Linked DNA regions of Mus musculus: all the other regions are linked to region 3. The links are chromatin contacts, called in public promoter capture Hi-C maps. All regions are on one chromosome and are shown on one strand. Each heading gives the region's core, a stretch centred on a gene start, on an enhancer-like site or on the middle of the called end of the contact. The rest is flanking DNA. Distances are from core to core; before and after follow the strand shown.

Evidence for each region. Promoter capture Hi-C pulls out the DNA fragments that hold promoters and counts their contacts.
Region 1: a promoter capture Hi-C map of liver shows a contact between it and region 3, with 8 times the contacts expected there. The contact joins the promoter of Arf4 here to the promoter of Polr3a in region 3. A contact is called at or near these places in 8 of 39 promoter capture datasets (the 3T3-L1 cell line, 3T3-L1-derived adipocytes, fetal liver and 4 more), 1 of 484 Hi-C or Micro-C datasets (liver), 2 of 115 datasets of contacts at active chromatin or transcription factors (embryonic forebrain and embryonic hindbrain) and 1 of 9 other capture datasets (adipose tissue).
Region 2: a contact with region 3 is called in a promoter capture Hi-C map of pre-B cells, with 4 times the contacts expected there. The contact joins the promoter of Arhgef3 here to the promoter of Polr3a in region 3. A contact is called at or near these places in 2 of 39 promoter capture datasets (liver and pre-B cells).
Region 4: a promoter capture Hi-C map of pre-B cells shows a contact between it and region 3, with 4 times the contacts expected there. The contact joins the promoter of Appl1 here to the promoter of Polr3a in region 3. A contact is called at or near these places in 2 of 39 promoter capture datasets (liver and pre-B cells) and 1 of 115 datasets of contacts at active chromatin or transcription factors (large pre-B cells).
Region 5: a contact with region 3 is called in a promoter capture Hi-C map of pre-B cells, with 5 times the contacts expected there. The contact joins the promoter of Slmap here to the promoter of Polr3a in region 3. A contact is called at or near these places in 6 of 39 promoter capture datasets (3T3-L1-derived adipocytes, cranial neural crest, hippocampal neurons and 2 more) and 2 of 9 other capture datasets (adipose tissue and liver).

What each region holds. Positions count from the first base shown.
Region 1 is chr14:26,634,032-26,639,749 of GRCm38.p6, reverse strand. Arf4 (ADP-ribosylation factor 4) reads right to left here and starts at 1,616. Exons shown (of 6, transcript NM_007479.4): 1 at 1,264-1,616. The coding sequence starts at 1,330. It overlaps Dennd6a (DENN/MADD domain containing 6A), which reads right to left. Exons shown (of 20, transcript NM_001134465.2): 20 at 5,428-5,718.
Region 2 is chr14:27,334,289-27,339,393 of GRCm38.p6, reverse strand. It overlaps Arhgef3 (Rho guanine nucleotide exchange factor (GEF) 3), which reads right to left and starts at 3,357. Exons shown (of 10, transcript NM_001289687.1): 1 at 3,125-3,357. The coding sequence starts at 3,217.
Region 3 is chr14:24,484,215-24,490,052 of GRCm38.p6, reverse strand. Polr3a (polymerase (RNA) III (DNA directed) polypeptide A) reads left to right here and starts at 2,995. Exons shown (of 31, transcript NM_001081247.2): 1 at 2,995-3,180; 2 at 5,531-5,666; 3 at 5,798-5,838. The coding sequence starts at 3,137.
Region 4 is chr14:26,969,122-26,974,348 of GRCm38.p6, reverse strand. It overlaps Appl1 (adaptor protein, phosphotyrosine interaction, PH domain and leucine zipper containing 1), which reads left to right and starts at 3,798. Exons shown (of 22, transcript NM_145221.2): 1 at 3,798-3,948. The coding sequence starts at 3,895.
Region 5 is chr14:26,532,293-26,537,710 of GRCm38.p6, reverse strand. It overlaps Slmap (sarcolemma associated protein), which reads left to right and starts at 3,087. Exons shown (of 23, transcript NM_001310445.1): 1 at 3,087-4,383. The coding sequence starts at 4,186.

The DNA of each region.
Region 1 (5,718 bases), core at 367-2,866, 2.2 Mb before region 3:
GCCTTTTTCATACTGCCAATTTCTAACCAATTAAAGCTTAAATAACAGTCTGCCCTCCTAAAATAATTGTCCTTTTCATAAAGAGTATCTGCAAAACTATGAAAGAAAACATTTTCACTTAGCTTTGTGAATGGATCTCGCACAATTGTTTTTATGAATTGTAAAGAAGCTGAACAAACTAACAATAGCCAATTTGTACAGCCACGCTCTGCAGCACTACGGAAACTGAAGCGCTCCATAGGAGTGGGTGCTCAAAATAACCCTTTGCTCCTCACACTCAACAAGCGTCAACATTCAGTGTTCTCGGGGCTTTTTAAAAGGCGTCATTCAGGTCCTTGCAACTCAGCTGTGAGGTAGACTGCTGTACTAAGGAGAGGCCACTTTACAATGCCCAAGCGAAAGGCCTCCGCTGGGCAATAAAACCTGTCACAGCGAGGCAGCTTTTTAAACAAACGATTTTTTTTTTTTTTTGTAGCTCAATTGAGGTGCTTTACAACTATCCGTTTAAAAAAAAAAAAGATTTCGTCTCTAAAAGCTTTTGGATTTTATTATTATCCAGGCCAAATGGATAAGATTCGTATGAAAGAGCAAAGATAGCAAACCAAACAGGTTTAGAACTGAAAGACAGCCATGGGATAACTTTCATTTTCACAGAATAGGCTTCATAATCACGAGAAAAGAAAGTCGAATCCAGAGCAAGGCAAAGTTAAGCAAAGTGAGCTCAGAAGTCTCCGGACTTTTTTTCCGAATCTTGGGTAGCACCAAGTGTGACTTCGCCACAGTGGGCCTGGTCACTTCCTGCCCCAGGCGGCTCCTGGCCCGGGCCACATACCGATGGTTGTGTGCACAGGGCGTACACGACCAAGAAAGGGGGAGGAGGAGGAAGGCTGGAATAGGCCAGCTTCACTCTCGACCGCTGCCCACCGCCAGGGAAGTGAGGTGGAAGGAAGATTGCACCCTGAGAACGGCACCTTTAGAATGAGCTCCGCCAGTGTGAGCTAACCCTACATCTATCTCCGCTCAATCTCCCCAGGCTCTCAATTACAGCAGGAAGAGAAAGGCACGTAAAGCCAGGAGCGAGGAAATCTGGCCCAACTCTCTGGCTCAGCCTCTGTGGGAAACAAACCCCTCGCCCCTCGCCCCCATTGTTCCCCGAACGATGCTTCTTGATCGCCCTCCCCCACCGCAGCCGGAGAAGGCTGGGCGCCGGGCCACCGGCTGGCGAAGACACATGGCCTTCCCCGGCCCCGGTCCCTCACTCACCCATCAAAATGCGCATCTGCTTCTTGCCGAACAGGCGCGAGAAGAGAGAGGAGATGGTGAGGCCCATAGCGGTGGTGGCACTTGACGGTCAAAAGGAGGGGGTCTGGTGCGCCCTCGGGCCTTCACGGTTCCGGCTCACAACCGAGTGGGCGGAGGAGAAAACGCTGAAGACCTGTCTCGCTGGCTGGAGTGTCGGCGAAGCCGCGGGACAGGACGTAGCGGGACCGGGACCTGCTAGGCGTCTGGTGCGGTGGCTCCGGCGCGGCGTTAAGTGTTCGGCTGTGCCACGTCACACGGCGGCCGCGGAGACTCAGGCGGCGGCCCGCCCGCTCCAACGCGGACAGAATCGCGTCAGCGCTGCCCCACCCCCCTGCGTTGCAGGCGCCGCCCGGGCCACCGCGCCTGCGCGCAATGGGCCTGAGCCCGCTACGCCGACGTGCGAACTACCGGACGTGGAGCCCAGCGAAGACGGTTGGCACAGGCAGACGGAAGGACAGGCGGGCTCCCATGAGTCCTTGCTGCATCTCGTCCAATGGGGTTCGAGGTGAGTGGCTTCCGCCCGGATGAATAGTAGTAGTCCAAGGTTCGGGTAGGCGAGATGTGCATTGTGGGCTGAGTGGTGACGTTCTTGCTGACCTCTGGGTGACTTCTTCACGGGAGCCTCGGTGGTTTCCCACTCCCACAAATGTAATCAAATCTTGCAAGCAACCAGTAAGTTTGTCACAATGAAGGAACGAAGATGGACCCTGTTTTAATAAAAAATTTCCAGGCTGGGTAGGGACATGCGATGAGACGGATTTCATGTGAAATATCCTTAGTAGCTCGCTGCTCACAGCAAGCAGGGATAGGAGATCCAAAGACAACCCGCACAACAAAGGAAAGTCTTTACTCGCATAGACTTAATTTTATTCATTTTTTGAAAAAAACTTATAGACATCTAAAGTATCCCTCTAAGGATAAAGGGGTCTCTGATTTTTGCAGTTGGGTGAAAGTATTAGTAATTAAAGCGTGGCTGGCCTTCACAAGGGCAGCATCTGATTCTAGCTTCTCCAGAGAGAATTAAAAACAGACCTGCTGGCAGAGTAAAGGTGGAAAACTCCTAGGCATGACGCCAAGAATCATCAGAATGCTATGACGGTTTTCCATCCGCTTCCAGTACTGAGGATGGAACCCAGGATTTCAAAGCTTGCTAAGAGCGTTCTACCACTGTGGACAGTTTTCCTTTTGAGATGACAAACTGCTCTCGAATTTGTGATCCTCCTACATCACCCTCCAGAATGGCCAGGTTTCTTGGCTTGTACCACCACACCCAGTAGAGTACTAATTTTTTGAGAGGTCAACTAAAGACTGCGTTTCTGAAACAGGAACCTTGTCTGTCCTATTCATTCCTATTATTCCCAGAATAATAATGAAGAATTTACTACCGTTTTACTGGTTACAAAATACGATGTAGGGGGGAAGCAAATTATCTAAGAATGTCACCTTATAACTATTGCTAAAGTTTACCGTTAGTAGCGCCCACAATCCTACCCTTCCTAGTTAGTGTTCACCAGCTCTTAAGTATTTTCTCTAGGAAGGTACTTTTTGTTTGAGCAGTTCTCTATTTCTTAGGTTCAATGTGTGATGTCTTCTGTTCAGAAATAAGGCTTCCTATTTAATGTTATTGGCAAGAGCCCACCGTTCCTCTTGTCTGAAAGCATTAAGGAAACAGAGAACTTGGCATACTGCAAATAATGACAGGGATATGACCTATAAACTATGGTATATCCACACTCTAGGATAATATGAGGAATTAAAATAAATCAGAACTATACACAGTATCCTAATAAAAATATCTCCAAAGTAGCTTTAGTGGAATGGAGGACAAATAGTAAATACAGTAAGGTGATATGAAAATAGATTTTTAGGGATATAGCTCAGTTAATGAAAGTCTTGTCATAAAAGCTTTGAGTTTATTCATTCCCCACAGATGGGAGGTGGTGACAGGATGATGAGAAGACCAAGGATATGCTCCACTGCAGAGTACAGGCTGCAGGGGCCAGCCTCAAGTACATGAGACTGACTCTAAAACAAAACACACGTTTCTGCCATCTGTGATAAGGCACATTTGTAATCCCAGCTCTTGTCAGATAGAAAGTGGAGGATCAGGAAGACAAGGTTATCAAAGCCTGAACTCTATGAGAACCCAGCAATAATACAGTTTATCACTGTGTATATTTGTATATTTGTATATCTGTGTATATTGTATGCAAGCATGTGGACACAGCACAGGAATTTAAAATAGTATTCAGTAGTCATTAGCAGTTACCTGATTAACTATGAAGGAAGGAAAACTTTGCAGGGAATGGAGAAACCCATATTGAAAGGGTCAAAAAAAAAAAAAGAGCTTTACTTGTACTTTAAAAAAAAATCACTTTACTGAGATATAACTTCATGCACTGATTTGCCAATTTTAAGTGTACAATTTAATAACATATATTCTGCCATATAACTGTTTCTAAGGCTGGTGAGCATAGACATAGCCTGACAACCTAGGTCCCCACTTAGCTTGAGCTATATATACATACACAGCTTTTTCAATAATGTACCTTGCAACCTGAGACCCTCACCTGCATTAAGCTTAGTTCCTGAGAAACCCTTAGAAACTCCCCTTTTGTGGCCAAACATGTAACCAAACTAAGGGCATTGGGACAATCTAGTCTAAACTATGCCAAACTATCCTGTGAGTGAACTTGCATGGGAAACTCACCTATTAACTACCCTATGCCTAGTCATGATGGGGCATGCATATAATTAAAACAAGATGCAATGTAAGAAAGGACATGTGCAGTGAACAAAAACATAACATCAGCCTATGAATCAAAACAAAAAGCCACCTGCGTACCATGCCTAGAAAAGAACTCCTTTTTTTCTTGGGCCTGCAAAAGAAAGCCCCAAATAGTAACCATGGCTCACTGGAGCCAGCAGCTCCCCTGTAGCATATGAACTCTATATTTTTACTTGGCCTTGAATAAAATAATTTGCTATATCCTTATTCATGAGACCACTGGTTCTATTTCTGTTATCCACAAAACCAATTTACCCATACTCCTTTGTACTTAACCTCTCTTTGCTAGCAGCCTCTAGCCAACCACTGACACCTGATCTTTTTAGGATTTACTTGTGCTCATTCACTGAGCTCTCTCTCTAGCCCTTATTTAAGTTTTGTAAAGTCCAAACCAAAAACTAAGATACAAACCAGATAGCTTTTTAAAAAGTCATAATAGGGGCTGGAGAGATGGCTCAGCGGTTGAGAGCACTGACTGCTCTTCCTAAGGTCCTGAGTTCAAATCCCAGCAACCACATGGTGGCTCACAACCACCTGTAATGGGATCTGATGCCCTCTTCTGGTGTGTCTGAAGGCAGCTACAGTGTACTTACATATAACAATAAATAAATCTTTAAAAAAAAAGTCATAATAGGGAAATACACAAACATCCTAGATTACACTTAAAAACTATATATATATATATATATATATATATATATATATATACACACACACACACACACACACATACATACATACACACATATAAAGTACTGAAGAGGAAAAAGTACTTGCCACTCTTCCAAGTGTCCTCCTCTCCCACCCACTCTCCCTGTGTCTCTACTTGCCCCCATCTCTCCCAGAGGTTCATATATTCCAAGGGCCCCAAACTTACTATGGTAGGCTCAAACTCAGGGCTTCATGTATGTTAAAAAAAAAAAAAAAAAAAAAAAAAACATTTTACCAACTGAGCTATAACCCCAGCACTAAAAAGATCTCAAATTTAGTCTTTAAATTTCTCCAAACTATGTAATCCCTCTCCCCCACCTCCAGGCTTTAGAGCTGGATTTCTGACCCAAGCACTCAGGGGAACTTTTGTATCTTCTTTAGTTAAGAAGAATAAATGGCTCAGTAGTTAAGAGCAATGACCTCCTCTTCCAGAGGTCCTGAGTTCAATTTCCAGCAACCACATGGTAGCTCCTAACCATCTGTAATGGGATCTGATGTCCTCTTCTGGTATATACTCACATATATAAAATAAATAAATCTTTAAAATAAATAAGTAAAAATGATCTATTATTCTGTTCATCTCTTCAAAACCTAAAACAAACAAAAGGAAAAGTAATATCAAAACATATTTTTAGACTTTTAATTAAGAATATGCTATATATCAAGTAGGCAACTGATCACAAAACAATAGTAACTGTAGCTGCCAGCGGCCACAGGTTACATCTAGCCTGCTGGAATGTATTATACAGATAAGGTTATTCAGGATCAGAGAGATTGAACCACACACGTAGCTCAAGTTGTAAGGGAAATGGAATTAGGATAGTAACCTATTTCTTCTGATGATAAATATTATGTAGCCACTATGCACAATGACTTGTTACTTGAGAAGTAAGGAAACTGAACCCTGGGGGGGGGGG
Region 2 (5,105 bases), core at 2,108-4,607, 2.8 Mb before region 3:
ACACACACACACAAATAGTAAACATAATGTTGACCTACAACTCTTAGAAGCCTGCCCTCACCTTAACTTCCTTAACCATGCCTGGCTACTGAATTTTCTACTTAAAGTAAACCTCACCTTCTATTTAAAGTAAACCTTACCACAGAGAAACAGATTTTGAACTGATAATCAGCCTGGTTCATTAGCGTTCTCAGCTTCCCACTTAGGGAACTGAGCAGGTACTCGGAGCAGTCCTGGAGTGAGCAGAGATCAAAGTTTTCATGACAATGAAAATGGAGATAAACTGAGCAAGGTTACATTAATAAACTGCTTGTATCACGTGACAATTTTCTGTGAAAATCCAAAGCTGTGTAAAAAGCTCCTCACAGTTCACAGTGATGATGAGAGCTGGAGAATTTTATGGCTAGTTAGTCAGGGGCATTACACCTAAACATTTGCAGTCCAACGCATACACCCATAAGAAACGCCAGGTTTAGGAGCAGTATTTGCAATCCAACCCATGTAAGAAATGGCAGAAGAAGCAGCACTATTTTATTAGTTGATACAAAATATCAGGCATGCACTATCATAACCTATGCGGAATATTTTTTTAAAGTTTAAAATGGATTATTTTAAAGAAAAAATGTAAACATGTATCGTTTTTGCTTCCACTGGAAACTATCAATAAAATTTTAAAAAGAAGCATTTGAATTAAACCCTGAAGAGAAATTTTATTATTTGCTTTTAAGAGAATGTATTCATCATTTTTCCTCAGGTAGATGGCATGGTTACCTGTTCCCCGCTGAGCTTTCTGTTAAGTGAACATCAAGTTGCTGGTGACTGAGTGCTAGAAGAACCTGGCTGCAGCCACGGCCACACTGCACACACGGTCTTCCCTCGAACATGCTCAGGAGGAACTGCCATCACACAATTGTGCCAGGCACAGGTGCTCGACACAAGCGCCCTGAAGGTCAACAGGTCCTGTCATCTCAGGAAGGCCTTCAGACACACAGGTTTCCTTTTATTATCGTTCTTTTTACAAAAAAAGAAAAGTTTCTTGAAAAAGAAACGTTCTCAGGACTTAATATCTATTTTATAAACAATTATATAATCTTGTTTTTTTTAAGACAGTGAGGGAATGTGGTTTTTGGTTGTTGCTGTTAGACATTTATAAATACTGGCGACACCTACCGGCAGAAAATATATATTTCTGTTCAGTCGCCTTTTGTGCTAATGAAACTTGCCCTGAAACCCACTTAAGTTTCTTTTTCCAATCTAGCCTATCTTCATTATTGGGAAGTGATTTATAGCTGACCAACAAAGTCGGAGCCATCAAGTTGTGTAAAGTGTACTTTGATTATGGTAAAGACAATTATATTAATAAAACTCAATGGTGATCCCTGAAAAATACCAATATTCCCCAAAAGCACTCACCTCCCATCCTTGTTTTTACATAATTACATCCCCACAAAGGGAAAATAAGATATACTTTATTTTGTGGATCCTATTAGTAGTGAGGAAAATTAGCATAACTGTTCCTGAAATGCTACAGCACATATATATCTACAGACTATGACTAACAAGGGAAGAAGGAATAAGCAGACAGGTTCACTCAAGCCTTTACCACAGGACCCCAAAACTCAAGACAAAAAGATGAAAAAAAAAAAAAAAGCCTGGTCAGAATTCCCAGCGATTTTCACTCTTATCTTCTCTGGCCCACTTTAATGTATTAACCAAACCAGGTATGCTTTATCTCCTCCCAGGAGTTGGAGAAGCCACCAGTCCCATTGCTACTGAAAACTCATATCCATTCTAGGCTCTATCAACCTGAACTCCATGACGGTACCAAACAGATGAGAGCCCACTACACTTCCACAGCTGCTGAGACTACAAACTCTACAAATATTCAACTAGCTACGGAAAGGCCAGAGGCTTATCTTGTGCTCAGCAAACAAAAAGGAGGATCTAACCAGAATCTGGTGGAGTCCTGTTGAAGGGAGGCAATCTTGTTGGAGGAAATGGATCTCTGATGCTACCAACCCCCAAAACACACCTATACAGAATTCAGAGCGTCAAGGGCACACACCAAGCAGACCTACATGTGTTGTGTAGGTGGAATCAACAGTGCTGTGACAAGGCGGGACACACACCTGCCTCCAGCGTCACTGCCCACCCCGAGTCTCTCAGAGTGAGGCAGAGGAAAGTGGAGAACGAACACACACACACACACACACACACACACACACACACACACACACAGACACAGACACAGACAGACGACATGATGAGCTGGTCCTACGGACTCCACCACAGCAAAACTGGAGTCTGATAAGACAATTAACTGTCTTCTCTAAAACCTTGAAAAAGAATGAGAATCGTCTTCTCCCCCAACTGAACCTAACCAACTTCTAAGGGCAGTCAGCAATTTGCCAGAGACAGGACACATGGGGGTGGGAGAGGAAAGCCTAAGAAAGCCAAACTGAGAGGACTCCCTGGATTACCCAAGGGCACTGCCCCTCTCCCCGCGCCCAAGTTCCCAGAATGGGAACTGTTTCTAGCATTTCAAGTCAGCTTCCCATTCACCAACGTTTTAGCTCGTTTTCAGCAGTCATGAAGGAGAGCCTCAATTACTCATTTAGCTCAGACCCAAAATGAACGACACCCTTCCCCCAACCTCCTTTATTGGTTACTTGTGACAAGTAAAGGTGCCCTGTCCCGCCCTTGCTCTCAAACAGCTACAAAACCAAGTGTGTCTGGTGAAATGTCTGAACCGGTCCCCAAGAACTTAGCTCTCTTAACCCCGGCCGGGGACGGGGAGACATTGCTTTACGAGGCTCTCTCTCGACACCCGGGCCTTCCTAACAGGGCAGCGGGTAGGTAGGTGCCTTTGCAGGCTCTAGACAGAGACTGGGGTTCGGTCTGCCAGTCGCTCGGAAGGAAAGAAGCAGCATCAAAGATCTGCGGTTCCCGAGCTCAGGGAGCAGGGCAGCGATAGAGGACCCACAGAGAAGGCGTGAGAGGGAACACTTGAAGGGGCGATCTGGAGAAGCGCAGCACGTGGGGGAGACGGAGAGAAAGCGAGCGGTACACAGGGTGAGGTGGCAGAGAAGCCCGGAGGTGCAGGTGTGTGGAGGGCGCGTCCTACCTCGTCCTTGGCCACCCCGCTGCCCAGGGGCGCCTCCAAGCTGCAGTTTGCCCTCTTGACAGTGAGGTAGAAGGGGTAATCCTTGGCCACCATGGCGGCTGCCGGGCCTGCCCTTTGAGATGTCACCGCTAATTTCAGGCGACAACAAAAATCCCGGGTAAAAGAGGGCCCGAGCTCCACGATGCAGGCGACGGCGATGCGAACACCTACAGCTGCTTCTTGCAGAGTGGACCTGACGCCTAAGCTCCACCGGGAAGGGCGGGGCCGCTTTAAGCCATGCCCACTGAGGGAGGGCGGGTAGGCGGGACTAGAGAGGCCCACCCCGCCCTCCAAGGAGCGCCAGGTGCGAACTTACAGACGCCTCCTGAGGCTGGGGCGGTTCTGCAGACTTTGGGGACCTCAGGGGACGCTTGCGTGGAGCTGCCAGACCCCAGACCGCTACATAGCTTGTAGCAAGGAAACCAGGACCCTAGGCAAACGCTGATAGAGCAGGGGGCAAGTCCCAAGCCAGGCTCTCACTTTCCGAGGGGTTAGGGGAGGAAACCTGCGTGTGCAGGGTTTCTCTACATCTCTGGCTGTCCTGGATACATTTTACTAAAAATAAGCTTTAGTAGGTAAAAGCAGTCCAAACAGTAAAATGCACCCATTTTAAGTGCAGTTCAAAAAGCACCGTGAAACCAAGCTCCAAAGCTGAGAGACAAATACTTTCCACCACGCAGTACGGAAGGAACGGAGTCCCCTCTAACCATCCCCTCTCCTCCCCCACCACACAGGCCCCTACACCTACAGCCTACACCCACGCTGGACTGATTCAGTCTGTTTCCAGCTTAGAGCGAAGACCACGCTTTTGGGGATCTTTTCTGGGGAAACACTGACGTTTTAAATGCCCAAGAAGTAATTACAAGATCGTTGCTGCAGCCCAGACCAACCTATAAAAAAAAACCAAACACACACACACACACACACACACACACACAAAACCCCAACAACAACAACAAACAAAAAACAAAACGAAACAAAACAAACAAAACCCTAAAAACAATGGTAACAGTCTTTAGTAAGAGTATTTAAGTAAGCTTTTCTAATTATAGAACACCACCCCATAGAGATCAGAGAGGAGAAGGGTCTATGGGTGTGAAACTGAAAGAGTTCCTTTATGTTGGCCTCAGTTGGAAAATAATTGCAAAAGGCTGGGAATGCCGGGCTTTGGGAGAATAGTTATCAAGTGTGAGGCTGTGAGTTCGATTCCTAGTATCCAATGTGTAACAATTCGGAACAAAGCAGTACACAGTTTGTGTTCAAAACACAGCTACAAAAGAGTTTTTCTTTCTTTTCTTTTCTTTTCTGTCCTTTTCTTTTGTTCTTTCTTTCTTTTTTCTCTCTTTCTCTCTTTTTTCTTTTCTTTTCTTTTTTTTTTTTTTTTTGATATTCTCTATAAAGATATACTTGGAGGTCAACAACATTGAATGTCTAGAAGAATCTGAGACAAGCTTACACTCTCCCTGGTGGCAGAGGAGAAACATCTGGGATAGAAAAGGTTAGTAATAGTGGACAAAGAGGCTTTACAGTTACAGTAACAATTTTCAACATCTTAAAAGAAAAATATATTCACATCACCCTGGGAAAAAAAGATTCATTTTTTTTAAGTTATCATTTCCTCCAAATAACATTTCTTAAACTTTGCTATAGTATCTTTCTCTCCTCCCGTGAAAGGTCTGCATACGGAGGGTGTTGTTACAGAGAGGTACTGAGTCTTGGTTTTGCTTCTGGGGTGTGAAGGAGGCAGTGTGATGAAGAAATATAGACCTGCTTCCAGATGAGGTCAGGACCCAGCAGTTCCTACTTTTCCTGGCAGGAAACTGCTTAACCTGCAGATCTTCCACCTCAGGTACCAAATCCACACTCTGGCACTAAACCCACTCATTATCTTGCCTGACTAGATAGCAGACAGACAGACAGACTGCCTCTGGAGTCAAGAAGG
Region 3 (5,838 bases), core at 1,746-4,245:
CCTTGAACTCAGAAATCCGCCTGCCTTTGCCTCCCAAGTGCTGGGATTAAAGGCGTGCGCCACCACTGCCCGGCAGGAATAATTTTATAGTCAAGAGTTAACACAATATGAGGAACTGTAGTAAGAGGCCGCAGCGTTAGCAAGGCTAAGAACCACTAGTTTAAATCTTAGAGGCAGGTAGTTGGTTTAAATTGTTTCCACTAAGCAGGGCCTAAGAGGTAGAGGAAGGCAGATCTCTGAGTTTGAGGCCTACAAAGAGTTTTGGGTCAATCAGGGTTGCACAGTGAGACGCTGACTCAAGAATAAAATAAAGTGCCGGGCGGGCGTGGTGGCACATGCCTTTAATCCCAGCACTCGGGAGGCAGAGGCAGGTGGATTTCTGAGTTTGAGGCCAGCCTGGCCTACAAAGTGAGTTCCAGGACAGCCAGGACTACACAGAGAAACCCTGTCTCGAGAAACCAAAAAAAAAAAAAGAATAAAATAAAGTAAAACTTGTCTCCAAAAAAGTTCATCTTGAAGGCATTTAAGAAAGCCATTGGGGTCGGGGTGGGGTGGGGGCTTTGATCAGGGCGTAAAGTAAATAAATTAATTAATGAGAAAAAAAAGGCCTTTCAGTCAGCATCCCTGCTTTACACCAGGGAAATAGCAGAAACCTTAACTACTCACCCCTATTGCATTGACGTGACACCACGAGTTGCTAGTGACTTTTTCATAAGGTTTTTCGTGTGTGAGGCTTTAGGTTCTTTAAAACCAGACCTTCGAAGCCCATGCAAGGTCTTGAAAAATCCATTGCATTGCCAAGAATGATCCTGAATTCCTGATCTTTCTGCCTTCACCTCCCAAGTGGGGCACCACACCTAGCAGTTTATTGGATTGGAAGGGAGGATTGTGGCTCTTTTGGCTTTGAGACTTTCTGAGAGTCTTTTAAAAACTTGTGAGTTTTTAAAAGACTGGTTTTTATCCAGCCAGCCTGGATGACATGGCTGGATCCTGGCTCCAGTTAAAATTTTAAAAGAACTGAGGATGTAGGTCCACTCAGTGGCGGAACACTGTCTAATATGCAAAGGCTCTGGGTACAATCTACATTGTTCAGTATGCAATGGCTCTGAGTTCAATGCCCAGCTCTGGATGGAGAAAAAAAAAAAAAAGAAAGAAACTATCTATTTGAACCAGCTGTGGTGGCATACACCTATGAATGACCACACCAATCTGTGAAGTTAAATAAGAGGATTAGCCAAGAACTTGAGGCTATCCTGGGCTACAAAGCAAGCACCAACATACCAACTAGGGTTACATAGAGAGAACCTATCTCAAAATATATTTTGGGTTTTTTTTTGTATGTGTGTGAATCTCTGATCTGACACAAAATAAGCTTTTAATATTGCCTGAACCAGAAGTTAATGCTTTGCATAAAGTGGAGCAAACATGAATTAACAGCATTATTCCAAGGGAAATACCCGAGTACAGGGCTTAGTGTGCAGAGGAGACCAACCTGCACTTCTGCCTGCACACACACAAACACACACAAGTATGTTAAGTCCCCAAAGCAGGCCCCCAAACGGCAGTGCTGACGGCACTATTTTAAAGTGATGGTCTGGACCCCACCAGACCTTGCTAGGAAACAGACTTAAAGCATTTCTCAGAAGCCCTTAACAGCTGGCTGAAGGCTCCTGGCTGTATCTGTCAGTCTCCTCCCTGCCCAACAGAGTTCTCATGCTAACCACCGGGATTTTCTGAGCTGGCCCCACTCCAGCCATATAAGTCCCTAAAACCTAGCAAGGCTTTGCTGCTGGGAGCTGTCTTCTACTGTTCTTAGTGGTGGCCTGGCAGTTGGTTTTGTTTTGTTTTGTTTTGTTTTGTTTTTGAGACAGGGTTTCTCTGTGTAGCCCTGGCTGTCCTGGAACTCACTCTGTAGACCAGGCTGGCCTCGAACTCAGAAATCCACCTGCCTCTGCCTCCCGAGTGCTGGAATTAAAGGCGTGCGCCACCACGCCCGGCTTCTGGCAGTTTTTAATAGACCGTTCTTTCTCTCCTTGGAGAGCTGAAGGGTTGGGTGGGTTTTTGTTGCATCTATTTACAAAACACACAATTCAAAACGAACCATACATATATATTACATATGCTGTGTAAGAATAAGCGTGTTTATATGTGTTTGTATATATGTTTGTACACAAGTATGTAAATAGATATGTAAATTTACTTATTTATACCAGGTGGGATGTAACTGAGCACTGAGAGTATGGAGACAGGATGGCAAATTCAGTACCCGTCGGGACTATATATGGAGAGCCTTTCTCAGGAAACAACAACAACAACAACAACACACACACACACACACACACACACACACACGCGCGCGCCGGTCCTTGTTTGATTTTTTTTTCTATTTGATGTAACTTTTTGACCTTGAGATTTAAAAAAAAAAAAACAAAACTGCGGGGCGTGGTGGCGCATGCCTTTAATCCCAGCACTCGGGAGGCAGAGGCAGGCAGATTTCTGAGTTTGAGGCCAGCCTGGTCTACAGAGCGAGTTCCAGGACAGCCAGGGCTGCACAGAGAAACCCTGCCTTGAAAAACAAAAAAACAAAAAAACAAAAAAACAAAAAACAAAAAACAAAAAACAAAAAAAAAAAACAAACAAAAAAAGCGGTCCATCCGTCTCTTCTGCTGTTTTTTTGTTTTTGTTTTTGTTTTTGAGACAGGGTTTCTCTGTGTAGCCCTGGCTGTCCTGGAACTCGCTCTGTAGACCAGGCTGGCCTCGAGCTCAGAAATCCGCCTGCCTCTGCCTCCCAAGTGCCGGGATTAAAGGCGTGCGCCACCACGCCCGGCCTCTTCTGCTGTTTTGAGAAACCCACCTGAAAAAGCCATTTTCCCCCACTGATCTGCGCGGCCTAGGTGCATTTTCGTGAAGGAGCCGCTAGATGGCGATCTAGAAGGAGGGCTCAAAGCAGCGTCTGCCAAGCCTCTCTTCATAAAGTCCGGCGGCGGAAGAGGAAGCGGCACGTGCGGCGCTCTACGGTGGCCGGGGAGGCTGCTGCAGCTTCCTTACTCCTAAATACCTAAGCACCCCGGGAAGGTGCGGCGACAGTGGTTTTTGTAGTCGCAGCTCCGAGAAGGGCGTCCGGCCAGCCGGCACCATGGTGAAGGAGCAGTTCCGCGAGACGGATGTGGCTAAGAAAATGTAAGGACGCCCCCGAAGGGGTGGGGGTGAGGTGGAGGCTGAGGTCCCGGGTCCCAGAGTGTCCCAGGAGAGGGACAGTTGTTAAGGGAGCGAAGAAAAAAGTTCCAGGATGGGATTTCAGATCCTGGGGTGGGGGGTGGGGGATCCGTGAGGTATAGCGGGGAAAGTGCAATGGACGGAACAGTGTCAGAACGGGCATTCTGGGCGAAGATGCCACCTCCTGAATCCCTGCGCTGATTACTCTCAGCGGACCTCTTCCTCTGGCACGAGGACACAGTTGTGTGCTGACTCAAGGTTGTCAGCTAGAAAGTGGCAGGCTCAGAAACCAAGCTGCTCTTCTGGGCTCTCTGTTTCAAAGCTTAATTATTAAGCCCTGGTTGTTTGATTTTTTTTTTTTTTGGCGGGGGGGGGGGAGGCTAAGGCGGATCTTTTTGCTTCTTCAACTTACATAAGAGAATGTACTGAGGACAGTGTTGTGCACTAAAGGTCCCGCAGAATGCAGTCTTTCTGCTTGGTCTGTTGTAGAGTAGACAAATCAGCCATGATTGTGGCAAATGCAACGACCAGCAGAGAGGAGACTGAGAGCACCAAGTAATGAATAAGTCTGGGCTCGGTGCAGACCAGGCTCCTTTTAAAACACGTACTGGAGGGACAAGGTAGACTGATAGACGTGAAGCAGGGGACTTACACTATGTGAGTCTTGCAAGGCGTGTCAGACTTTTGGAGTGTTTGGCCAGGACAGAGTTTGAGGCCATGGCAGGGATCTAGACTGGCAATGATGGTGACTTGAGCTGGGTCCAGGGCTCTGAGGTGGATGTGGGGACTTTGGAGAGAAGTGAACTTAAAGGGGCATAGGGCATAAAATGGAAGAGAGAAGCAGAGACAGAGGTAAGAAAAATGAGACTGGAGGAACTCTGTGTTACTGTTCACTGGGACAGGTGTCACCTGGGTGACCTCCGACTGTTCTCAGTCCACCATCTCAGTCCTTCACACGCACCCTATTCACATGAAAGGATCCTCACACAGCAGCCCAGGGATGCAGAGCCACAAGCCAATAGTTATGCCACTCAGGCCAAGGCAGGCAGTCAGGAGTTTGAAGCTAGCCCAAGCTACAGAGCAAGACCCTTCATTTCAGATGCAAACTAGATCTCTGTCACCTGGATCTTCCAGCAGCTCTTGGTAATGCTGACACTTGATTCCCTCCTAAATCCCAAGCCCTGGCCCCTGCAGGCCTTACTGGGCTCATCTTGTACCCTTAGCTGTCTGTGCCGCTTGCCTGTGATTCTCTGGTGATGCCCAGTGCCTGTGGGCCAAGGAATCTTTACCTTCTGCTTCCTATCTTCATTCTCCTATTTGCTCTGTCTGACTTAGAATTCAGCTGGAAGATCACCTTTGCAGAGAGGTGTTCTGACCAGACCCTGGTGTCCCATCAGACTGTACCATCATCCCATGTTATTTTAATTCTCTCTATCTTTTATGAACAGTTAGTGCTCCTACCCCAACTCCAAACAGATAAAGTCTTTTATTCAAAGCAGCACAGTATCTCTAGATGAACTCTTTGTCCATGTAAGTTGTTACTTGCTTGTGTTTCTTAGAAAATGGCAAAGGGGAGGAAGCCTGCACACGTTTGATCTAGATGTAACTTTTCAGATATTCTGAGTTGGAGATGCCCATGCCCAGTCAACTAGAGGTGGCTGACGTAAAGAGATTTCGAAGACGTCTATATATACAAACAAAGGGCATCCCTGGGAGGATTGTGCAATGAAGAGGAGGAAGGGTGGCACCCAGAATGGTGGGGGGGGGGGGTGTCCAATATGCAAATGATAGCAGTGGAAGAAGATACCTCAAAAGACCCAAAAGGACTAAATGAAGACAGTAAAGGAGAGTATAGGCCGGGTGGTGGTGGAGCACGCCTTTAATTCCAGCACTTGGGAGGCAGAGGCAGGCGGATTTCTGAGTTCGAGGCCAGCCTAGACTATAGGCTACACAGAGAAACCCTGCCTCAACCCTCCTCCTCCCCCCAAAAAGGAGAATATACTGAGAGGAGAGGGGCACTGAAGGTGTAGGGAACCTGAAAGCAGAGATAAGGAAGCAAGTCCAGACTGAGAAAGATAGGTTCATCACTAGCTTGCCCACCAAGGGAGTGACCTTGAGAGCAATAACGTCTCATGAGGGAAAATTGAAACTCTTTCCCGTAGGATAAAGGGTTGAAGACCCAGTTACTAAACTCTGTCTGGGTCTGGTGGAACGAGCCTGTCCAGGAGTCAGAGGGCAGGGTGGTTTTGGTTGTGTCCATGTGTGCCTAGATCCATGGGCTTTGATACCTTTCTCTGGTTTGTTCCCACTGCAGAAGCCATATCTGTTTTGGAATGAAGTCCCCTGAGGAGATGCGCCAGCAGGCACATATCCAGGTTGTCAGTAAGAACCTGTACAGCCAAGACAACAACCACGCCCCCTTGTTGTATGGAGTGCTTGACCATAGAATGGTAAGGCCCTGTCCCTCCCAGTGTTCCACAGTTGACACGTGAAATCGTTGGTCCCAGCTGGCTGTGAGTTAGGAAGATTGGGCCCCTTTCTTGTGCTCTCCACCAATGGCTGGGTGTTCTTTCCTCCAAAGGGTACGAGCGAAAAAGATCGTCCTTGTGAGACCTGTGGGAA
Region 4 (5,227 bases), core at 2,549-5,048, 2.5 Mb before region 3:
TCTGTAGACCAGGCTGGCCTCGAACTCAGAAATCCACCTCCCTTTGCCTCCCAAGTGCTGGGATTAAAGGCATGCGCCACCACCGCCCAGATTAAATAGCTGTTTTTTATTATTTTATTTTATGTGAATGTGTGTGCCTGAGCGCACATATGTGTGCCTGAGTGCACATCTGTGTGTCATGTGTTTGCAGCATTCATGGAGGCAAGAAGAGGTTGTTAGATCCTCTGGAAAGAGAGTTACAGACTGTTGTGAGCCATCATGTGGGTGCTGGGAATTGAACCCAGGTCCTCTGGAAGAGCAGCCAGTGATCCTAACTCCTGAGACATCTCTTCAGCCCATAGAGGGATAGTATTTTAAAGTCCCAGAGTCTTTTGAGTTGTTAAATTCTTCCCTCTTATAAACTACAGACCAGCACTTCAAGGAATGTCATGTAAAAACCTAATTATAAGAAGACCAAATATAATTTCAGGCTAGTAATTAACAAGTCTATTAATGAGATTGTATGTCTTTTTGTTGTAAAATTGCATGTGTGAAACATCTCAATAAAGTATATGTGTAAAATATCTCTAAGAATTCTTTGATGGGTGCTGCTTAATCCTGATTTGCTTTCCATAAAAATAACCAACGGCCTCAAGTTTCCTAGTGTGCATGAAGTCCTGACCTTCCTCTCCAGCACCACCTAAAGTCAGGCATGCTGGCAGATCGCAATGTCTCAGTATTCAGGAGATGAAGGTAGGACATCAGGAGTTCAAGTTCATCCTTTGTTACATATTTAAAGCCAGCTTGGGCTATAAGAGACTGTCTTAAAAAAAAAAACAAACAAACTCCTTCCTCCCCCCAAAACTAAACAAAGCAAAACCCCACTAACTTTTTATCAAAAGAAAATATGAATTCTTCAGCTTTAGAGCTGTTTTAAAATAATAAGTGAAAATATACATTTGGATGACCAGGGTATTCAGTCAGCCAAAGTTATGGGCACTTTGCTTTTCTATTTTTATGATCTGACTAAACTACTTTTTTTTTTTTTTTTAAATTATTTTATGTATGAGTGCTGTACGTATACCTGTGTGCCAGAAGAGGGCATCAGATAGCAGTATAGATGGGTGTGAGCCACCATGTGGTTGCTGGGAATTGGACTCAGGACCTCTGGAAGAGCAGCCAGTGCTCTTAACTTCTGAGCTATTTCTCCAGCTCTACACTAATTCCTAATGTAACTCATCAACAGTCTGCTTTTATTTTATAACCAGCTAGGCTTGGCGAGGATTTCTTGCCCCTTTAAGATAAGAGCATCTTGAGAGCACTCTACAGAACAGTTCAGAAAGACAACAAAGAGAATTATTTAATTTGATGATAAATAGAGTCTCTCCTTCTCCCTCTCCCTCTCCCTCTCCCTCTCCCTCTCCCTCTCCCTCTCCCTCTCCCTCTCCCTCTTCCTCCCTTTTGGGTTGACCAAGCTGCTGGTTAATTCCTCTTGTTACACCACCACCAGTGTGTTTCTCATTCTTTGCTAATTATCATTCCTAATTATTGTTAATTATCCTTATCCTCTTTTTCTTTCCTTTTACAAATTACAGGTTAATCAAGAAGGTCACTATCTTGAAAGCTTTCTCTTCTTCCTTCTCTATCCCCCTCTCCCCATCTCTCTCTGGCACAGACTCTCACTGTGTAGTCCTGGTCTCTCTCTCTCACTGTGTAGTCCTGGTCTGTCTCACTGAGTAACCCTGGTCTGTCTCCCTGAGTAGTTCTGGTCTGTCTCTTTGTGCAGTCCTGGTCTGTCTCCCTGAGTAACCCTGGTCTGTCTCACTGTGTAGTCCTGGCTGGTCTTCTAGACTAGGTGGCTTTCAGCTTGCAAGGATCCTTGAACCTCTGCCTCCTGAATGCTGGGAATATGGACATGTGTCAACACACCTTACTTGAAAGTTTTGCCTCTTTACAGCCAGGTGCATTGTGCTCGTAGTAGCTGAGTAAGAAAGAAATATCAAGAATAAAATACCTGCCAGGGAGTGGTGGTGCATGCCTTTAATCCCAGCACTTGGGAGGCAGAGGCAGGCAGATTTCTGATTTCAAGGCCAGCCTGGTCTACAGAGTTTGTTCTAGGACAGCCAGGGCTATGCAGAGAAACCCTGTCTTGAAAAAAACCAAAAAAACCAAACAACAACAACAACAAAGAAGAAGAAGAAAGGAAGGAAGGAAGGAAGGAAGGAAGGAAGGAAGAAAGAAAGAAAGAAAGAAAGAAAATACCCATAATACAAGTGGGAACCTTTCATACAACAGAAGAATTGGCTCCAAACCATCTTTCTTCAAAACTAAAGATCTCTTCAGGAGGGTGACTATTTGATAGAGAATTTAAGGAATGGATTCGCATAAAATGGCTATACCACTGAAGGTAATTCCGTGGAACTATAATTCAAGTCTACCATAAAACGTCTGAAATGGGGCTGGTGAGATGGCTCAGTGGGTAAGAGCTCTTCCAAAGGTCTGGAGTTCAAATCCCAGCAACCACATGGTGGCTCAAAACCATCCGAATCAAGATCTGACTCCCTCTTCTGGAGTGTCTGAAGGCTGCTACAGTGTACTTACATATAATAAGTAAATAAATCTTAAAAAAAAAAAAAAAACTTCTGAAACAAAGTTTTTATCTTTCAAGAGACCATGGGGAAAATCTGGTAAACTCACAGCTTCCTCTTCATTACCATATTTGGATTTGCTCCAGTGTCTGGATTTGGGTCGAAGCAGCTGGAGAAGCAGGAAGCTAATACTCTTCTCCCAGCTTATCGTACTCTTTGAATGACAGTGGAATGGACTAGTGGACTAATGGGTAGATTTTTTTGGGAGATATTAATGATTTTGCCAATTTTTTTGCATATCGGTAAACTCACTGTACAACACTTCAGAGAAATAACGTGTGAAGCTGGAGAAAAGGGTGCATCAAGGCTGAATCCATAAAACACAACACAACAAAACAGTGTTAGCCTAGTCCTTACATGTCAAATCTCCAACTGTGTGAGCTTCACTCTACAGTCAAGGAGACCAGAGAAGTTCTTTGAGTCCTGCCAAACCTGACAATCGGTTTGCGAGAGAAGCCCTTTAATGACGGAAGGAAGTCCTCCGATAAATGTATCTTTAAATTTTTTTATTAAAAAAAAGTTTTCCTTTGTGATATACAAGAAATATAGTGGTCGTATTTTCAGCAATGACAAACTTGAAGACGAGGTAAGAACTAATGATTTGTCAACAAAATCAAGGGTTTTAAACTGATGCCGATAGGCAGGTGTCCAGGAGAAAAAAAAAAGTTTAGGGTCTACTACTCCAAATTAACTGTAAACCCCGTTAATGACACAATTTCGGATTCCACAGATTTGTGAGTTAACGCTCTTTGCAGGAGATAAGATTGAAAACTTGGAGCAGGGTTGGGAAGGTTATGACGCTAGGTGTAGGGATTTTTTTTCTTTGGTTGCTGACGAAATATGGTGCAGAAGTAAAACTGCCTCAGGTCCCCTCCGGCGGTCTTCACTCCGGGCTCAGGTTAGCTGTGCGCTAGCGTGACTCAGACAGCCCCCTACGTATTCAACTACGCGCGCCCGACGACGGAGGTCGACATCCCCACACTGCTCGGCCCGCACGGCCACTGCTCTGGTAGAGAACCCGCGGTCGGGGAGGAATTCCCGGTCAGCCCCGTAGCGGTGACAGACGTCGCGGCGAGCCAATGGGTGAGCTGGAGGCGGGGCTAGTGGGCCTAGGGGGGGCGGGATTTCCCGCGCGGCGGCCGCTGAGCTCTGGGCTGGGGCGGCGGCGCCTGCGAGAGGGCGGGCCGGGTCAGCTGCAGCAGGCGGGGCCACGCGCGGAGCTGTGGGCGGCTGCCGAGTGTCCTGCCGCCGCCCAGCCTTCGCCACGATGCCGGGGATCGACAAGCTGCCCATTGAAGAGACCCTGGAGGACAGTCCGCAGGTGAGGCGCGAGCGGCGGCTGAGGAGAGCGCGCGGCCTAGCGCGGGCCTGGAGCCTCAGGTGCCCGTGGCCCAGGTGGGCGCCGCCGCCCGGGGTCGCTGTCTGCCGGGGCCGCGCCCTACACTCCCGGGCCGGGCTGGAGGCCCGCGCGTACTCGCGCGGCTGGGCCACGGGCGGCCCGGAGACCGAGCGGCCGTCACTGTCTCCCGTGGGGCCTGGCGTTTGAGTCCGCGCCGAGTCGCCTTTGCATTTCACGGGAGGTGCTGTTTTTATCGCGATGATAGGATGTGAGATAAGTCCTGTTCGTGGCGTTTTCGGAGGAGGCCCGGCATTCGGGGGGACGGCAGTGGCTAGTTTTCTTAGGAAGGGTCTGCGAGGCGGAGTGTGCAACGCCGGTGGAAGCAGGAGTGCGTGCCTTGCTCCCCGTGCTGTGTCGGTGCCCGAGTCTCAGGCTGGTGGCTGTCACTTGAGCTGTGCACTGCGGGTGACGGAAGGCGCCTACGCTGCTTCGAGGAGGCTGAGCTTTGGGTAGCAGATTGGCCCGAATAAACTCATCAAAATGAAAGCCCTGTTTTTGTGCGTTAGGGATGATGCTGGTGTGGTTGCTCTGGCTGAAGACAGTTTGGGAAAAATAAAACGATTCGTTGGATTTCTTTTTCAGTACTTAATGACATCAATTGTGTTTTAAAAGGTGTTGGAGCCTCTAACTTGTGTAAACTTCATCTTTACGCCAGCCTTTATGTATAGTAAGGGATATAAAACAGTGTTGCAGGTAGATTTTTAAAAATATTGCTTGCTGAGAAGTACATACTTCATAGGCATTTGTAGTTTAATAAGTGGCCCTCCAACCAAAAAGAGGAAAAGAGAAGAGCTAGCGCTTGTTTTCCTGGATGGCACTTTTGTCATGGATTTTGTGCCAATTTTTATTTCAAAGTTAGAATTGTGCTCTGATTGTAGAATTGATTTATTCTTTTCTCTGAAGGCAATCTTTATAGGCCAGTTGCTAGGAGGTAATGTACTCTTATCAGATAATGTGAGAAAGAGAAAGCCACATATTTGTTTATCTCGTAGTTTAAATTGTGCGTAATGATTTTTTCAGTGTAAAGCCTTAAGATATATTTATTTCAGATGATTTGCTACAATTTTGTGGTTGTGTTAGTCAGAAGAATTTTATCATTTTTCTTTTTTTTAAGTTAAGACTCAGTATACTGTCTGAACTTCTTTTACCCAGCTGACTTTTTATAGCCCAATAAAGACTATAAAGAGAATGGGTCACACAG
Region 5 (5,418 bases), core at 1,838-4,337, 2.0 Mb before region 3:
CCTCCTACATATTGGTGGCACATCTTCCTGAGCCTGAGTCTTTCCCAGAGTTCCTCTCTCTTTGCCAGGTATCCTGCCTTCCTATTCTTTTCTCTCCTGCTATATAGGCCATTCAGCTCTTCATTGACAGGTGATGCTTTTACATAGTGCACAAAGTGCACAAGAGATTATCCCTACAATCTCATTAGTACCAGATTAACTGACTTATTACAACATTTTGGTTTTATCTCTCTCTCTCTCTCTCTCTCTCTCTCTCTCTCTCTCCTCTTTTAGTTTTTTTTGAGATAGGGTTTCTCTGTATAGCCCTGGCTGTCCTGGAACTCACTCTGTAGACCAGGCTGGCCTTGAACTCAGAAATCTGCCTGCCTCTGCCTCCCAAATGCTGGGATTAGAGAGAGGCGTGTGCCACCACTGCCCGGTGGTTTTAATTTTCTATTTGTGCTACTAGGGTGCACCTAAGGCCATGCAAATGCCAGGTCACCATGCTGCTCCAGTTTACATTGTTCTTCTGTACTCTCAATACTTTTGAGTTATTCCAAATACTGCAAGGATCTTATTGTGTCTCCATCTAAACTGTAAGAAACTTTAGGGATTCATTTTTTCCACTCTCTTCTTCACTTTTGAAATTCCAGGTCATTTTACAGTTTCTCTCTCCTAGTGGGTAGTCAATTAAATGTTTGTTGAATGAACAAAAAAATGCATAAATAACTTTAAAATTCGTGCACACACCTCATTAGAGACAGGCATGCTCTACCACACCTGGTCTGTTTTATTGTTTTAAGGCTAAAAGTTATCAGAAGCAAAACATTTTCATCTTCTAATAATAAAACTCTTCAGTATATCTTTATTCTCTAGGTCAAAATGCCTGGGATACTGTAGTTATTCAATGTATTTGTTGAAATGATGAAGAACTGTAAAAACGTGTGAAAGGTCAGGTCTTGGACATTCATATTACCATGAATTTAAGCTTCAAGCATGAGCCCACGCATGCACACATACTCTAGCGTGACTTCATTTTTTATTTTTTAAAGATCTATTTATTTATTATCTGTAAGTACACTGTAGCTGTCTGCAGACACTCCAGAAGAGGGTGTCAGATTTTGTTATGGAGGGTTGCTGGAATTTGAATTCAGGACCTTCGGGAGAGTAGTTGGTGCTCTTAACTGCTGAGCTATCTCACCAGCCCCCCTAGTGTGACTTTATAATACATTACTTATTGTGTCCAAATTCACTTTGTGCTGCCCCTACTTTATCCTCTAATAACAAGCATGGTATTTTCATTCAGGCATTGAATATTTACTTAGCCTTTGTGCCAGGCACATGAGTGTATTCCTTTAAAAGCTTCATTTCACTACTTAATGTCCCTCTTCCTGGCAATTTAGAAAAACCATTCAACAAATACTGTATTTATTATAGTCCTTCAACCTTTCTTCATTCAGTTTTTGTGACTTCTCCTTGGAGGATGTCCCTGCCTCCCTCCCTTTAGAAGAGCTCTGAATATATCAGAGTCTTTGCCTTATTTTGTTCCTTCAGTTTCAAACCCACTACACTGGTTCTATAACCAGAGGGCAGAGACTAAGGCTGTGCTCATCTGTGTCACTTAGACACAGCATAGCATTACAGAAGCAATGAAATGAATACTGTTAATGTGGTTTGACACCACAAAGCCTCTCTGCAAGGGGGTTGTGTCTTGTCATTATGTTATAGAAGAGAAAAAGTATCCTAAAGAAGTTTAAAGCCATGTCCAACGTTTCTCAGGGAAGTCTGTGGTCACAGGAATCTCAAGAATGAAGTCAACACTGATTTGAAGAGATTAAGATTCTCTACAGTCTTTCCTAAGGTTTTCTTTCAGCTCGAGCCACGGTTTTTTCTTCTTTGGAACAATGACTCCATACATACTGGTCTTTCTCCTCGCAATTCCCAGGCTTAACACAGACTTCAGGATTGTTGGTTGGGTTATTCTCTGTATTTTCCTATTAGTAACTTTCGACCTTGACCCCTCTTTGGAAACGTGTTTTAAAACTTTCTGGTCTCAAGTAGGGTGTGGTGGCGCACACCTTTAATCCCAACACGCTGGAGGCAGTGGCAGGTAGATTTCTGAGTTGTAGGCCAGCTTGATCTACTTAAAGGGCTCCTGGACAGCCAGAGAAACCCTGTCACTAACCCTACCATTACCCCAACAAAATCCTCCCCCACTCCAAAAAACCCCCCACAACTTTCTGTTCTCCACGTTAGAACCCACGAAGGAGTTCTGAGAAACATAGTCGCATCAGTGAAAAGGACAGGAATTTGGGATGGAATTCATAAAGCCCGGTGAATTAGCAGAGGGAGGAAAGTCCTTCAGGTGTCATTAAGTCTAGGGACTTGTGGAATTTGGTCATCTGTAGAGCAGTGGTGAGTGACTCAGTTGCCCACAGCTACGATGACTGCTAATGAGTATGTCCTTTGCATGGAATTATTCTCCGCACGTGTTAGTATTTTCAGTGAGAACTGTAGTAAACACACTTAGTACACGTAGGTACTTGTAGGTACTTTCTTATTCATATGTTGCCGCTGTGTGTGCTTTTGAAACATTCAACCCCTCAAAGTTTCTCTTGCCCTTAACCAAAATGGCCCTTAAGGTTGTCTGGAGCTTTGAAGCTTCTGGCCCTTAACAAAGATGGCGCCAGGGGTCATGTTAAAAATAAGCTTGCCTTCTTCCCTGCCAGTGACAAACATGGCTTCCACGGCGTCAATCACATGATACCCCCTATCTACGGCACGGGAGCCGGCGGAGGAGGGCCCTTGAAAAGGGTGCGCGTTCCCGTGGCGGTGCACCCGGTAGGTTTCAGTCAGAGTCACTATGGCGGCCAACGCTGGCAAGGTAAGCTGAGGCGGCGGCGGAGGTGGTGGCGGCGGTGGCGGCAAGGGAGGAAGGAGCCGACGTTCCGTCCTGGCTCCGGAATCCCGTAGCCTGAGCAAGGAGAGGTCGCCCGAGGTCGGAGGCAGCGGCCGGGGACTGGCGGGGGCTGGCTGAAGGGGGCGAGGGCTGAGGCGAGCGGGCGCCGGTCCCTGACTGCCGTTTGTTTTGGTGTCTCCCCGCCTAGGTCGGAAAGTTTCCTGCCTCGTCCGCCACCGCCTGAGCTTGCCGCACTGGCTGCGAGTGGAGGAGGCTGCGGCGGACCCAGCCCCGGCCTCCAGGCCTCTCCCTCCACCTCCGGGCCAGCCTCCCTCCCCCACCCCGTCGTCCTGCGGGAGCCGCCAGTCCCTGCGATGCGACCCTCGCGAGGACGCTCCTGAGGGGAGGTGGCCCATGTGCTGAGCAGCAGAGCCCGAGAGCTCCGAGAAACCAACTTCCCGCCGGCCCGCCCGTCGGCCCGCTCGCCCGCCCGGTCGCCCGAGCCTCCCCGGGGTAGCTCCTCGCTCTGTCCGCACCGGCCTGCAGAGCCGGGTCCCCGCCCTGGTCGCGGGGACACCCGTCAGGTGCCCGGGACTCGCGACCCAGACGCCGCCCGTGCCCCGGCAGCCCTCCCACGCCTCCAGCCCGGGATCGCAGCCTCGGCTCACGCTGGGCCGGGGACCCCTGCCACTCCCGGGCGGCCTCGGCGCAGCAGGGCAATGCAGCCCGGCCCGCTGGCCCTCTAGTCCTCCTCGTCCGTCCCCGCACCTCTTCTCAGCCCCGAGGCCCCGCGGTGGCTGCCCGGAGGTCCTCCGCGCCTCTTCCTTGAGCCCCGAAGGACCTTCCTGGCTGCGCGAGTCAACCCTCTTCATGCTGCAGTGCTGCACCGTTTCCGCTACCGAAGGGGACAAGCGGCCGGGATCTCAAACAAAACACAAGAACTGGTGTGTGACTCATCTGCTCGGATACCTCCTGTCCCCAAACTGTCTTCCAGGAGTTTTCTTGGCCGAAGCTGCCCAATGTTTGAGCCTTTTCTTCCTAGGGAAGATGGACTGAAAGCTGCTAGTTGGGGACTTTTTTTGGTCAAGGTGCCTCTGTATTTTAAAGGAGGTGATGGGGCTTGCGCTGGCTTGTCCTCCTGCCCAATTGAAGAGTTGTTGATGTTCACTGGTTATGCTTAGACAATGCGCAGTTTGTTTTAATTTAAAAATTTTGGGGGGTTAGGGGGTGTAGGCTTGAGAAGAGCATTCCGAACCTGGAGGAGCTCCTCATTGTCCCTGGTCCAGACACCCCCCAGCCTGTCCTCGATGCCGTCAGCCTTGGCCATCTTCACTTGCCGCCCGAACTCGCACCCGTTTCAGGAGCGTCATGTCTACCTGGACGAGCCCATCAAGATCGGCCGCTCGGTGGCACGCTGTCGACCAGCGCAGAATAATGCCACCTTTGATTGCAAAGTGCTGTCAAGGAACCATGCCCTCGTCTGGTTTGATCACAAGACGAGCAAGGTAATGTCGCTATAGTGTTTGACAGTCTTTCCTTTCCTTTCCTTTCCTTTCCTTTCCTTTCCTTTCCTTTCCTTTCCCTTCACCTTCTCTGAGAGGTGTAATGTATGCAACGATCTCAGGGTTTCTTCCCAGAGGACACTTTTCTGCGAGGCCTCGGAATCAGCTTTTTGTGTGTGTCTGAATTCTAGTGGAAATGGAATCGAAGTGGTTGAATGAAAAACAGAGAAGGTATTGTTACTAAATGTCTCGGCAGGGCGATGGCTTCTTGATAAACTTGGTCATTCCCAGTGAAATCCCAAACCCTAATTCGTTTAGGAAAGGTAGATAGTGAAACTTGACCTCTGACTTTCAGTCCTTTTAGAAGGGTGAATCTGCAGGTCGGTGCTTGATTAAGCAAGCAGTGGTTCCCAGAGCAATGCCGGAATTTGTGGCCTCTGTTACATCGAGGCTCAAGTGTCTATGGTGAAATGTAGTTAACACATGGCTTGTAGTTGAATTCAACTCAGGACCTTGTCTGGTAGGATAACTGGAGTGCAAAGTTACTGTTTGTAACGATTGATACTTACTTGCCCCGATGAAATAATTTGTAAATATTAAAGGCAATTTAATTAAGCTAGAGTAAGTAACTACATCTTTGGAGTTCTGTTTGCAAGTTGGATCAACAGAAATCTATTGCTCTTGAAAGTCACTTCTCAATTTCTTTGGTAGATAATGTGTAATTATATGATGATATGCAAAAATTAGTATTAATAAGTTAGCTTATTTTTAGATTATATCCAATATTGTCTAATACACACACACACACACACACACACACACACACACACACATATATTTTAAAGACAGGGACCAACTGGCCTGGAACTCACTCTGTAGATCAGGCTGGCCTCAAACTCAGAGATTTCCCTGCCTCTGCCTCCCAAGTGCTGGAATTAAAGCTCACCATGCTGGGCCTTGCTTTTAATTTTTAATCCAATTTACCTTGTTTATCTTGGCACTGTACTTTGCTAGTTACTTATTTTAAAATAAAAAGGA